Regions from separate parts of the Zea mays genome. Here region 2 is linked to region 1. Evidence: chromatin contacts called from public Hi-C data. All regions are on one chromosome and are shown on one strand. Each heading gives the region's core, a stretch centred on a gene start, on an enhancer-like site or on the middle of the called end of the contact. The rest is flanking DNA. Distances are from core to core; before and after follow the strand shown. Region 1 holds the start of LOC542153 (probable protein phosphatase 2C 45). Region 2 holds the start of LOC103626626 (putative adagio-like protein 2).

Region 1 (2,700 bases), core at 51-2,550:
CAAGGAATTTCCTATGACATTAATAAACTGATTGAGCTGCTATGGAGTTTTGTATGCTTTATATTTCGGACGAAAAAGAAAATTCAACATCTAACTTCCATAAAGTTCACCAGAGTAACAGACACTCTTTAGTCTTTATTTCTTTGTAGTTAGCTTGGAATACCATCTAACACATGAGTATAACACACAAGTTATGTTAGACTAGAAAACAAACACAAGCTTGTCAACAATTGGCCACCAAATCAAATGTAGACAGACCTGCACGCAGAAAACACATCTAGCTAGTGAGGACTTGTACGTAGCACTTAGTATTCAAAGAGCAATGATGCGAGGAATGTCTTGTTTGCAAGGGGGACATTCAATGAGCCAATACATCGGCAAGGCCTGCGGATATGGTTAACTTGCACAACAAATCCTGTAAAATCGTCAGTTAAAAAGACACGAGGTTCGGTTTAATAGTGGACATTAGATCAGCCATGTATGACCAAAATCTTAATAGATCCTGATGCTTGGCACGCAAAAGTAAAAAAAGTGACACCGGAATAATAGTCCTAAAATCCAATCGTGCGACGAGGCAGAAGAGAGCTCCCGAACGATCTGATCAGTAACCCGCCATCGTTCGACCCTCATGGCCAACATGATCAAACATTAACAATTGGGCAGATCCAACTGAAAGGCTGGGCCTGTCGCGCCCAAGCCCGGTGCCTAATAATTCCAGTGTCCCGAATCCACGGCCACGGCGCAGCAGATAGAGGAGTATAATTCGTCCCCGCTGCCATGGATCTCGGCTACGAGGCGTCATAGCCTCCTGAGAAGCTAGCCTCTCGTTCCCCACGGCGAAGTCAACCAGATGGATGGGGGCGAAAGGGAAAGCGGGAGGTGAAAGAGGAAGGAGAAGGGAGGAGGGAGGAAAACCTGAGGTGGGCGGTGTCCGCCGACCCGTCCCCGGCGAGCCCCATGCGCGCCACCTCCGCGACGCCCTCCCGGCCCTGGCACCAGCAGGAGGTGGAAAAGGAGGCCGCCCGCCCCGGGAGCAGGAGGAGGAGGAGGAGCACCACCAGCGAGAGCGAGAGGCGCACGGATGGAGGTGGTGGTGCTGGTGGTGGTGGTCCCCACGGTCCCTCCTCGCGCATGAAAAGAGGCGCACAGGGAGGGGAGGGAGGCGAGCCGGGAAGCAGGGGGAGGAGGAAACGGATGGACGAGAGGAGAGACGCCTGCTGGGCTCGCTCGCCCCGCCTGCTTGGGGAGAGGAAAGGGGAGAGAGGAGAGAGGAGAAAGGAGAAAGGAAAAGCAGCGGAAGAGTGGATGAGAACGATCGGCGGGAGGATGACGTGGCGGGCGCGCCGCGACTGGACGGACCCGGTCATCGCCATTCGCCACCCCGGTCCCCGGCCTCTTTTCTCGCCTCCTGTCCTGTCCCCTCACGAATCACGAATCACGACTAAGGGGGTGTTTGGTTTATAGGGACTAATATTTAGTCCCTAGATTTTATTCCATTTTAGTTCTAAAATTACCAAATATAGAAACTAAAACTTTATTTTAGTTTCCATATTTAACAATTTATACACTAAAAAGGAATAAAATGAAGGGACTAAACATTAGTCCCTAGAAACCAAACACCCCCTAAGGCCGCACCACCACGACCAGGGGCGGAGGCCTCCGACCGACTACCCTAAAATTTAGTCTAAAAAACAAACTATCACTTAACGTTTAGTCTAATTTAATGATTTAAAAGTATTATGAAATATTTTAGTTATTTTTATTATGTACCAGATCGATGAAAATTATATATACGTGGTGCCAGATTATACACTATTGTATATGTTAAAGTTTTATTTCTAACTACTCTAGATTCAAATCCTAGGTTGCCACTGCCCACGAGGCCACGACTCACATCGGCGACTTCTTTATGGAGGCTCGGGTCCTATGGTCGTTTAAGACAACGTGTTTAAACAACATAGTCGTCGTAGATCTTTGATCTAGACTCCGAACCCTCCCAAGAGCAGTAGGGACGTGAGAAGTTGTAGAAGCATGTTCCCTTCCCAGCAACCGAACACACAGAGGAACAAAAGACACAGTGGATCAAATCTCTATCTGTCTATCTTTATTATGAGGGATATGGATACATATATAACATGTAAACCCACTGAGGGCAGTTTCGGTATTAGCCCATTAAACCTCTTTTAGGGTTTCTTAACACTTGACCTTGGGCGAATAACGTGACGACTTATGTCTCATCAAAACTCCGAAAAACCCAGTGAGAAAAAATGGAGAAAGAGAGCATAGTTCCACTCGATATATTGCACTTGTTGCCTCGTTAAAAACCATATGTGAGAAACTTCAGAAAAACTCACAATGGGAAAAAGAGTACAACGGGTGTCTTCAGGACAACTATAACCTTCAAGGTGTATAATATACGATCTTCAGGTCGAATTGTAAGGGCTGAAGTTCAGAGGTGATCTCCCCCTGAACCCTGCAGGTCTCTCAAATGCCTCATCCCTATACCTCGTACACATTTTCTGAATGTGACTGCAGGTAAGGATTTAGTGAATAAATGAGCCAGATTATCACAAGACTTGGCTTGCAGGATTTTTACCTCACCCTCGTTCTGGAGTTCATGAGGATAAAAATACTTAGGACATATATACTTAGTCATATTGCTCTTAATATAGCATGTTTCCATTTGTGCAACACATGCAA
Region 2 (2,700 bases), core at 50-2,549, 320 kb before region 1:
CCCTTGCTACTTATGCTAGGATAAAATTTCAAGAGGTAAATAAATTGTTTTCATCTTAGATTCCCACTCCCTAGCAAACAATTTGATGGATTAGGAGTTATAAAATCGATTTGGGCCAACCATTTTTTGGAAACCACACTCTCTAAGGAGAATCTAGAAGCAACATGTCATATACACCAAACACCATCTTGACTATGGTTGCTGCAGTAATTCATGCAAATGGAAACCTTGATTAATCATGGTTCAGAAAGCTTAAACTAATAACACCAGAAAAGAAATAAAACTGCATTTTAGCAATTTAACCTAGCAAAGCAGCTAAATAGCACCACGATTTGATTCGAGACAGCCATTCCAGACCCAAATATTAGCTATGAGCTACGGAATACTGCTGAAGTCACCACGAAACAGCAACAAGCACATAGGCTGTTTGGTTTGGGGAATGACCCCGTCTGGCATCAGTGCGTCCAGCATGTGTTCGACCGACTATTTCAAGAGGAACGAGTAGATGCCGTGAATATACTGGCGGAGGGTGCGATCTCATGGCGGATGCGTTGGTTCCCCTTGCCAAAACAAACAACCCACCGAGGTTCGGATGACTCCCCCCGGTGTCATTCCATGAACCAAACACGCTATAAAAACCTCCCGTGGTGAATCACGCGCCCCAAGCGCCTCCTCTAGCAACGAACAAATCCCCCACCCCGTGGTTATCGAATCGAAACAGGAGCCGGCAGGTCAGTCGGCTCACCAGTTCCTCCCAAGCACCTCCTCGGCGCTGTATCCAGTGGAGCTCTCGAACCCGCGGTTGACGTAGATGATGGGGAAGTCGGGCTCGAGCGCGTCGGAGACCACCATGCCGCACGCGCCCAGCACGCCCTCGATGGCCAGCGAGAACCCCGGGCCCGCGTCCCCACCCCCGGGGCGGACCTCTTCTTCCTCCTCGTCATCGCCGCCGTCAGAATCGCTGTCCCACTCCATCGCCGCGGGAACCCTAGCCCATGCCGGGGCGCGCCGCTAGGGTTTGTGGTCGGAGCGGGGGCGAGAAGGGCGGATTTATACGGAGGCGGGACCGGATTGGCGAGGTCAACCGCGAGGGTAATCGGGGGAAGGGAGGGGAGGGCAGGGCAAGGCGGCGGCACTGGACAGGACTGGAAGGTGGTGGAGGAGGGAGCAGCGACGAACGAGTGGACGACGACGGCGAGGCGAGGCGTTTGGGACTTTGGGGAGATGAGAGAGCCGGGTGGCCGATCGGCGCCGTCGGATCTCAGGGTCCAGGGCGGGTGGACGGCTGAGATCGTCCTCATGATGTGCGTATCTCTATCGTGAGCTTTAAAAGGCGGGGACCTGATAGCCCACGTAACCCGTTAGCCCGCTAATTGTTGGATCTGACGTGAACACGGTATGGACCGTTCGATCGCCTCGCAGCAGGTCTTCCGCCCATTAAGCCACGAACCCGGAAGGTCGCAGCATGGGCAACGCTGGTAGTAGCACTTAAGCACGTGTGAATCGAGTGGGGCGTGGATTCAGTGTCCTTTAGTACCCTCGTATTCAAGCTGAAATGACAGCATGAGGCACATTCATTATGCACATGCCTGTTTTATTATATTAAAGAAATCAGTTGTTTGTATGTGTTAGGCGTTGTTCATTTACATCGGATTGTACCCAGAATCGTTTTAGCTAATCAAAGTTTATATAAATTAGAGAAGCAATCCGGCTAGAAATCATTCCGACCCACCAATCCGACAAAAACGAACAAGGCCTTAGTTGTCTCCTAACCTGCTGCATCTCATAATGACTTAAAAGTTAAAAACTATTTTGATTGCATTTCAACCAAATATTATACTTCATTATCATTTTTCTTTTTTAATAATCTGAGTACTCGGCTGTTCGTTTTCTTGAACCATGGCAAATATTGATGTTGTAGCCATTGTCATTTCAGTTGCTTAGATAAGTAAATTTTAATAAATAAATGCTGATACAGACTTGTCGGCGTTTCGAGACCGGGGGTCCCTGGGCCAACGAGTGAATGTCGCCGCGTGCCCCAGCCCAGATGGGTCGGCGCGAGGCCGAGCGCGAAGGGGGGAGAAAGGTGGCCGGAGACAGGCGTGAGAGAGGTGGAAATCCCGCGGCCTTCGTGTTCGTCCCGCGCCCAGGTCGGGTGCGCTTGCAGTAGGGGATTACAAGCGTCCACGCAGGAGAGGGAGCGAGCGGCTTCAAGCGAGCGCCTGTCTCGTCCTCGTCCCCGCGCGGCCAACCCTCTCTAAGAGGGCCCTGGTCCTCCCTTTTATAGGCGTAAGGAGAGGATCCAGGTGGCGCCGCGCTGAGTTGACGCCTCAGGGGCATCTTCCGGTGGGCGGCCCTGGGGCTGCTTGTCCTTCTAGAAGATAGCCTCGACCGCCTCCTGGCCAGAGGCGAACTTGGTGGCGATGTCCATCAGCTCGCTCGCCCTGGTGGGGGTTTTGCGACCCAGCTTGCTCACCAGGTCGCGGCAGGTGGTGCCGGCGAGGAACGCGCCGATGACATCCGAGTCGGTGATGTTGGGCAGCTCGGTGCGCTGCTTCGAGAATCGTCGGATGTAGTCCTGGAGAGACTCTCCCGGCTGCTGTCGGCAGCTTCGGAGGTCCCAGGAATTCCCAGGGCGCACGTACGTGCCCTGGAAATTGCCGGCGAAGGCTTGGACCAGGTTGTCCCAGTTGGAGATCT

Evidence for each region. A called contact is a pair of places that touch in the nucleus more often than the background predicts.
Region 2: a Hi-C map of ear shows a contact between it and region 1, with 2.0 times the contacts expected there. The contact joins the promoter of LOC103626626 here to the promoter of LOC542153 in region 1. A contact is called at or near these places in 2 of 25 Hi-C or Micro-C datasets (ear and endosperm).

Annotation. Positions count from the first base shown.
Region 1 is chr5:82,331,336-82,334,035 of Zm-B73-REFERENCE-NAM-5.0, reverse strand. It overlaps LOC542153 (probable protein phosphatase 2C 45), which reads right to left and starts at 1,300. Exons shown (of 8, transcript NM_001319767.1): 1 at 916-1,300. The coding sequence starts at 1,133.
Region 2 is chr5:82,646,458-82,649,157 of Zm-B73-REFERENCE-NAM-5.0, reverse strand. LOC103626626 (putative adagio-like protein 2) reads right to left here and starts at 1,299. Exons shown (of 2, transcript XM_008647029.4): 1 at 746-1,299. The coding sequence starts at 975.